Regions from separate parts of the Rattus norvegicus genome. Here regions 1 and 3 are each linked to region 2. The links are chromatin contacts, called in public Hi-C maps. All regions are on one chromosome and are shown on one strand. Each heading gives the region's core, a stretch centred on a gene start, on an enhancer-like site or on the middle of the called end of the contact. The rest is flanking DNA. Distances are from core to core; before and after follow the strand shown.

Region 1 (2,700 bases), core at 70-2,569, 940 kb before region 2:
TTGTGATGGTGTGTGTGTGTGTGTGTGTGTGTGTGTGTGTATGTGTGCGTGCGAGTGTGTGTGTGTGTGCGTGTGTGTGCGTGTGTGTGCGCGCGCATGCGTGTGTGTGCGTATGTGTGTGCGCGTGCGTATGAGTGTGTGTGTGCGCGTGTGTGTGCGCGTGCACATGTGTGCGGTGTGTGTATGTGTGTGCACGTGCACGTGCGCGCGTGTGTGAGTGTGTGTGTGCGTGCATGTGTGTGTGTGTGAGTGTGTGCATGTGTGCGTGCGCGCACACGCGAGTGTGACTCTTACAAACTTGCATCTCTCTCCTTTCTTGTCTTGGTGACCTGTACCTGCCTCTGCTTCCAGAGCACCAAGAGATAAAGTCATCCGTCCTGACGGACATGCCACACCAGTGTCATTAGTTGGTGTGTGATAGAGACCACGGATGATCCTTATGAGCTGTGCATCTAAGACTCCCAGAATAACGAACTTGTATCCCTCTCAGCCTAGGGGCGTGTGGGTTCTGAGCAGATACCTCTAGGTGCTGAAAACTGGTGTGGGGCATAGGGAAGAGCCCTAGATCGGCTTAGGGAGGGAAGCTGGCTTTTGGATGTGCCCTGCCAATGCACTGCAATCTTATAGGACGAAGTGAGGCCATGAACATGGGAGACTTCGCTCTCCTCTTTCAGCTTCTGTGAGGCCTCCTCTGGCGAAGACTAACTGGGGCCCTCAGGGGCCTTAGGTACACTTGGAATCTCCAGGCTTCCAGGGTGGAGCAGGCTGGTGATAAGACAGAATGGCTGTTCAGGGACACAGAGAAGCTGCCAGCCGCATCTGTGTGTGTGTGGTTTCGTGCTGGCTTCTTGGTTTCATGTTACCATATACATCACAGTCCTCCTGCTGAGTGGCAACGCTAAATGTCTCAGCTTGAGGAGTGCAGGGGTGACCCGGGTAGCTGTAGGCCAGCCCAATTCCCTTCCTGCCAGCACTACCAGACACCAGCTTTATCTGTTACCTCAGCCTTACGGCTGGAGCCATCTCTGGCCGGCTGCCCACGGCCCTTACGCCTTCCCTCTGCCTTGCTGCTCTGCACGCAGGCCAAAAGCCACTCTTCTATGACATGGAGGAGCACGCAAGTCCTGTGCACAGCACCCCAGGAAGCCCCAGCCCGCCACAGCTGAACCCTAGTTTTCCACCTCTGTCTTGTTTTTCTGTCCTGTGTTTCTTTGCGTCTCCTTCCCTCGCCCTTTGTTCTCTGTTTCCTAGGCTTCCTGACCGCGTTGTTTAATTACCCGTCTGCCCTTGCCTCTCCGAAATCGTCTGGAATGTTTCTGAGACATCCAGTGCTGACTCAACCCCATCAGGGAAATTCACGAGGATACGCTGCTACAAGGATCCGATTCCCTTAGTAACGGGCCCTTCACGGTTTCATGTCTGGTTATTTTTATTTAAATCTGAGACGGAGGGAGTTGGCGTGGTGGGCTAAGGTCACAGAGGGCGGCTCAGACCCATTACCGAGCCACAGATTCACATTCTTTTGGAATCTTTGGCAAATGAGCTGATCTCCCCATCAGGAAAAGGCTGGTTGCTATTCCTCTTGGTTTTTGGGGGCGGCGGGGGGGGGGAGGAGTGAGAAGGCTGGTCTCCCCCAGCCCCACCCCCATCCTCGGGAGATTGTGGTTGAGGGACTCTAAGGCTCAATCACAGACCCAGATGTGCCGTCTTAACTCTCCGGAGTCTCCCGTCACTTTCTGGTAGCTTTGTGTTCCCACAGAAGCCATTGGCACTCCGGGAGCTGGTCTGTCTCAGAACCAGCGTGATGTGGGACAGCTGTATGAGACACCGCCTCCTGAGGATTCACTCCAGGCATATTTGGTTTTCAGAAACTCTCATTAAGCCGGAGAACGCAGAGGGATCGCCGAGGAGCTGCGTCCCTAGGCGGTATTTCATGGAAGCTTGGGGAAAAGTTGCCATCCGTAGATGTTTTTTATCATGACTTTATTTTTATGGGCCTCCCTCTCTTCGCTCTTCTCCCTTGTGTTTTTTTTGTTTGCTAACCTTTTCTGTGAGAGATCCTTATACAGTTCAGGGTACGGGAAGTAAATGCAGTAGGTACTGAAAGGAAAATGCAAACTCACATGCTCCTTGTCTGAAAAGTCTGCTTATTCCATGCATTAACAGAAGTTCCCTTCCCCTGTCCAGATCCCCCCCCCCCTCTCTCTCTCTCTCTCTCTCTCTGTGTGTGTGTGTGTATGTGTCTGTGTGTGTGTAAGGCAGAGGTCAATGTTCGGTATTTTATCAATCATTCTTGCAATCTATTTGAGACAGTGTCTCTTCGCTGGGCCAGGAGCTCACTGACCAGGTGGGTTGGTCTGACTGCCCTGTGAGCATCCTGGCGCCATTTCTCCAACCCTGGCACTGCAGAGGTGCATCTGTCCCAAGCTTACTTGCTGGGTTCTGAGGGAGAGAACCCAGGTCCTCACACAGAGCAAGCATTTTACCAACTGCACCATCTCTTCACACCACAAACATCAAGTTTTTTAAAATCACGGTCTACTAATGTTAGAGGCTCATGCAGGGTCAGCCCTGTGCCCGCGAGGGTGACGTTTGCCTGTGGATCTCTTGCCCACTGCCATATCCTGTTCTGTATCCTCTTTTGTTTACCCTTCACCTTCTGCTGAGACACCAGCTTTTTTTTTGTGCATTTTCTAGCTT
Region 2 (2,700 bases), core at 172-2,671:
CTAGGGACCCGAGCAATGTGTCCCCATGGTAGCCGGTCCCCAGCACAGGAGCCCGGCGCCTGGTCCCTGGAAAGGACCAGGAGAGCAGGAGCTGAAGTAGGGGAACCTCCGCGTCTCTCCACCGCCCCCGCCGGCGCGAAGGCGGGAGTGGAGAAGGCGCCACTAAGACGGTGGCGCTGAGCGAACTGCGGCCGCAGTTCTCCCAAGTTTGCCCCAGCGAGAGGGATGCGATGGGCGCCCGGTTCCGCTCTCTGCCTCCGCTAGCCGTCCTCACTCCATCTTCCCCTGCTCTAGAGGCCAGGCCCGGCTCTAGGCCAGCCACGGAGGTAGCAGGGCGCGGGAGCAGATGCAGGGAGCGAGGGGCGAGGGAACAGTGTGCTCCCGCGTGTGCACACAATGAGGCGGCGGGCACGCACACCTTCCTCCCGCCCGGGAAACGGAATCAGCCTCCGCCGCCTGGATGCTGGGACGCGGGGTTCCTGGGAGGCACCCGCAGAAAGTGAGCACCAACTGAGCAACAGGGGGTAGGGAGAGGGCGCCCCGCCGCCTCTCGGGGCTGCAGCGGGCCCCGGGCCCGCGCTTACCTGCGATCTCCTGGTAGGGGATGTCCGCCAGGCTGAATCCCTTGGCACCGTAAGCCTGACGGACCTCGCTGCAGCTCCGAGCCTTCACGTCCGCCGCGGCCGGGAGGGTCAGCAGCAGCCCGGAGAGAGGAAGAATCACAGCCCGGATCCAAGAAGGCATGGTGCAACATGCAAGTCCACCTCGGCAGCCCCCAGCTCCCTGTGCGCTCTTCACCTTGCCCCTCGAGCCGAAAGCCCGCCAGAGCCTGCGGCGCGCTCCTTAGCCGCTGCCCAGCGTCACCCCCTTCCGCCAGCCGAGGGGACGAGCCGCGCAGCCCTCTGGACTGCACTCAGCAAACTTTTATAAGCCAGATGGAGGATGGCAAGCCAACCAGGGCTGCCTTGGGAAGGCTGCCGGCTCCGCTAGCCACTACGGTAGAAAACCGTGCGAGAAAGAGAAGAAAAGAGGAAAAAGCAAGGAAATGTCTTCTTTCTTTCTTTCTTTCTTTCTTTTTTTAAATACCACAGTGGGGGTGTTCAGCCCTGCGGTCCGAGTTCCGAGCCGCAGAGTCGTAGAGCGCTGCGAGCTCGCCTAGCCAGTGTGCGCGACGAAGGTGGGACCGCGCGCCGGCTCCCCCCCGAGGGAGATGGACAGGCCGGCGCGAGTGTGAGCGCGCGTGTTTGTGGGTGTGAACGCGGGGCTCTCGGGGAGGTGTGTGCGTGGAGGTATGTGATGGAAATGTATGGGATCCAGGGGAAACCTCAGCTTCACATAGACTGAGGGAGCCAGTGAGAGTCTTCTTGAAATAGGAAGAGAGAAAATCCTGGAGACTGACACAGGAGGCAAGAGGAAAGGAGAAAGGAGGGGAGGGAGAGAGGGAGAAACGTGCTACCCAGTGCACAGCCGAAATTCAGAGGCAGAATCGGCCGCAAAACCTGGAATGGATCGCGAGCCACTAGGCAGGAGGAGAAAGATTACCAGCTAGAGGTCCCTATTTTCTCGGTCACTTTATGGCCTCCACGCCCGTCCGAGATCGAGATGCTCCCTTTCCTGACGTAAATAAGCCATTAAAAAAAGACTAAGTGTTTGAGGAGAGTAATTGTGATCACGCTATATTTTTTCCTGGAGATGAAGGAATATCGTCGCATTCCCAATTGTTGCTCCTGCCCCAGTGTACCCAACACAAAGCCAGGGAAGAAATGAACAGAAAAGAAACCTAGGTCAGAGCCACCTCTCTAAGTAGCAGCTGCTTTCTGCTTGTCTTAATGAATTTTTATTTTCTAAGAACGGGTAGTTAGTGCATGATGGTCTTTACTTCCCTCCCCCAACTCTTCTCTCTCTCTCTCTCTCTCTCTCTCTCTCTCTCTCTCTCTCTCTCTCTCACACACACACACACACACACACACACACACACACACACAAGGAGCAAGCATAAGCAGTAAAGTGAAGGGAGGGAAGGAGAGAGGGAGAGAGCGAGAGAGAGAGAGTTGTGCCACCTACAAAACACTCTGGGTTCTTGAATCACTAGGCTTAGGGTGTGTGGAGATAAAACAATGGCCGCAGGCCATGCATGAATCAAGTCTCCTGGAGAGGTATGGTGTCTTAATTTTCTCTCATCTCTCATCTCTCACGCTAAGCTTAACATTCTCTCCCAAGTTCTCAGAAGTCTCATATCTAGTCTGTGAAACTTTCAGTTCTGTGAAGTGGGATGAAAGTGAAGATTCAGTTTTAACCAATTTCCTGGGGTTTTTTATGCTAATGAACGCAGAGACCTAACCTATTTAAGTTTGTCTTGAAACCCACAGCTCCTGAAACTAACCAATCAGAAAGGAAAGAGGTGCTACCCAGTAGCTATACCTTGTGTACGCTGGTCTCACAATTCCGGAGAAGTCAGAACAGGGTCAAGCGTAGTTCTGTGGTACTGGTCTGTAAACCTGCAGGACGATGTTTTCCTCATGACTAGTGACCAAAGGGGCTCCGGAATCTTGTATTTGCCTCTATCATGGGTACCTTCATTATGGTCAGCATCGTTTGAACATCTTCTTTTCCAAGAACTCCTCTTTAGCCCATCATCCCTAAGACTCAAGAGGAGGATCTGGCTCACTTTAGAAACGCTTTCAAAATGGTGCTGTCTTT
Region 3 (2,795 bases), core at 75-2,574, 550 kb before region 2:
CCTTATACTGAAATAAGAAGCTGCATAACAAACAGGAAGCGTGAGAATGATAGATCAGGAGCAATAAATTAGCCTCACATTGTCATAAACACATGCTAAATAAGGGAGCAGGGTTTAAATCAGGCTGACACGCATCCAGTACTGACAGTAATTGTGGAAAGCACATGAATAGCATTTCCTTCCAAATGGTGCAGCCACTGACCAGGCGGCCATGGCTCATTTTTAACAAATTTTATATTTTGGATAGTGGAAACATATCTTATTGCCTTAATCAAAACAGAGATTGGTTTCTTTGGGTAAGTTATATGGGGAAAGTAATTTAAGACTTCAATTCTACAAATTTGTCTGCTGAAATGAAAAATATTCTTGCTGGTAAACTAAGGAAAGTGGCTTTTTTTAAAAAATAAACAACTATCTAGAATGGTAGGTGTCTTATTACTATTTTTTGGTCTGTATTTATCTGTATTTGGAATACAGTACTATTCTCTTCAAAGGGTTTTGGTGACCTGCAAGCACAGGATTTCCTAGTAATGGAATCAAATGTGGCAGTTACCTAAAACCTGTTCCTTCAGTGGTTAGGTTCCAGAAAGAGACAATTGCCCTGTTTTCAACAAAATTTCTGCATTTTTTTAAAAAAATTCTACTCAATATTTATTTAACCTACTAGGTTTAATCTAACTCCTCAGTGTATTACACATGGTAACTTTATTAGCATTTTAAGTAATTGATGGCATTTGTAAGCTGGTATTTTGCTTGAATTAAGGAGAAAGAAACAGTAAGATGTGACAGTGCAATGCATAGGTCAGTTGGGCACAGTAGAGAATTCAATGGAAATGAATTCTACTGAGTTTGTACTTAGCACAGGGTGGATTCTACCCCCTTGTATCTTTCTGGTCTGTTACATGAAGAGCTAATTACAACCAAATTGTTTACTAGGCCCCAATCAAGGGCTATTGCAGTTTGGACAGTGGGCTTTTTTCTGCCGTAGATTTGTAGATTCACTGTAAGAGGCGGTTTTGCCTGGTGCCTGTGAGTCTTGCTTGTTCCATAGTTGTCAATGATTACAGATGTTTCAGAATTACCCTTACTATTACAGGATACAAGAGGATTTTAACTTAGCCCAAAGATATGTAAACAAAGGGAGCTCTGGAATGTGGGCTTAAAAATGAATCGAGTTGCTTTTCCATGGGAAGAATGTGTGAACATGGCCGATTCCACTGCTCCTGGGTCACAGGACACATTTGACTCATGTATACTCTTGTCTAAATTTAGATTTAGATACCCAAGTGACCGTTGACATCATCTGGGGACATTTCTATCTGGCATGGCTCAGAAGGGGAGGGGAGATGACACTGTCAATTGTTATGCAGAGACTAGACATGGTACCCAGTGTTCTGCAATACAGAAAGCACTTGGTGAAGAACTATTTGTCTGCAAATCACCACATATGAGAACAACATCAAGAAGCATGCAGAGTCATAGCACCATAAATTATTGAGAAAAAGCACAACTGTCCTTCTCTTATACACCCACTGTTCTCCAAGTTCTAAATTCAACAACACAGAGCTCATTCCATCAGTTTGTTTGAGCTCTACACCTTCGTTTGTTTTCATTGAAAGGACACAAGGCCCTATGTGACACTCTACAAACACCAGAAAGGGGGCAAGCCTCCCCGTCCTTTCTAACAATGCAGTCAAGCTGACATTTGCTAAAGAAGCCAGGACCCTGAAGGTGACACTTTACTATTGAAAACAGAATGGAGCTGTTTAGCATCCTTTCTATGTGTATGCCTCTCTTCATTTCTCTCTTGATCTCACTGATAGGTCTGAATACAGAAACATAACTCATTATAGTAATGTAATTCATTAGGTATATTAATGTATGTTAATGTAATCTTCTGAGTTCTATAGAATAGAACTGGAGAACAGCTGTCTAATAATTAAGAAAGTAGTTTTTTGATCACAATAGCTTAGTATATAACATGAGAAAAAATTAATCTGTTAATTAATTTTTAACATGGATAGAGGAAGAACTATTGTGCATGGTTGCCAGATAGAGAGAAGTAAATGAAAAATGTTTACCTTTAGCAAAAATCACTTACATTCCACAGTTGAGCCTGTAGGTGATGGCATGAATTAGTTGTTAGTTGAGGACCTCCAGGGTGATGGGGACTAATGCTCATGTTAATGAGGGAATTTATGCTTTGTTAGTTGACAGAAAGAAAATCTTCAAGATTTCTGAGCAGGGGATTGCAGGAGCAAATAGGAACATAAATAAGCTAACCAGGAAGGCAATGGAGTGAGAAAATTGTGAGGATAGGCACATGGAGACTAGAGAAGACACTGAGAGCTTTAAAGGAGTTAATAAATGAGACAGGAAGAAACGTGGTACAGTATTCCTAGGCCATATCCATAGTGTACATCTGGAGTTCATCACAGGTGGTCCAACGTTTCTGGAGGATGCTATATCCATTAACAGAACTCTGAATTGAGAAGAAAGAACACAAGAGGAGAAATATGCATTCTATTTTGGACTTAAAACCATGATGAAGATCTTCACATAGACATTTCTACCAAGTAATTCATGTTAGAATAATATTAAAGAGTGAAGTGAGATGATAGAATGATTTAGAAAGGTGAGAACAATTTACCTAAAGATGATTAGTGGAGCCACAGAACCTTTCTGAGACTAACTAGGTAAGGAAAAAGGAGGTCAAAAGATTGAATCTTTGGAAATGGACTCACATGAGTGCATAAAATAGAGTAGGAAAAAAATGAGAGACAGGAGAAGAGATG

The links. A called contact is a pair of places that touch in the nucleus more often than the background predicts.
Region 1: a contact with region 2 is called in a Hi-C map of Schwann cells, with 16 times the contacts expected there. The contact joins the enhancer-like site here to the promoter of Gpc6 in region 2. A contact is called at or near these places in 4 of 12 Hi-C or Micro-C datasets (the A7r5 cell line, Schwann cells, frontal cortex and 1 more) and 1 of 1 datasets of contacts at active chromatin or transcription factors (oligodendrocytes).
Region 3: a contact with region 2 is called in a Hi-C map of the A7r5 cell line, with 4 times the contacts expected there. The contact joins the enhancer-like site here to the promoter of Gpc6 in region 2. A contact is called at or near these places in 3 of 12 Hi-C or Micro-C datasets (the A7r5 cell line, Schwann cells and frontal cortex).

Annotation. Positions count from the first base shown.
Region 1 is chr15:101,379,555-101,382,254 of GRCr8, reverse strand. All of the region lies in intron 6 of Gpc6 (glypican 6), which reads right to left. Among named protein-coding and RNA genes, the nearest start is that of Dct, 130 kb to the left of the region's middle. Within about 2 kb of position 1,319, at least 15 of the 93 cell types and tissues checked have an H3K27ac peak or open chromatin away from gene starts, as enhancers often do. A contact at or near this core is called in Schwann cells, where this site is marked.
Region 2 is chr15:100,436,186-100,438,885 of GRCr8, reverse strand. It overlaps Gpc6 (glypican 6), which reads right to left and starts at 1,421. Exons shown (of 9, transcript NM_001427433.1): 1 at 585-1,421. The coding sequence starts at 744.
Region 3 is chr15:100,988,365-100,991,159 of GRCr8, reverse strand. The region is part of intron 3 of Gpc6 (glypican 6); the gene reads right to left. Among named protein-coding and RNA genes, the nearest start is that of Dct, 520 kb to the left of the region's middle. Within about 2 kb of position 1,324, at least 6 of the 93 cell types and tissues checked have an H3K27ac peak or open chromatin away from gene starts, as enhancers often do. A contact at or near this core is called in the A7r5 cell line, where this site is marked.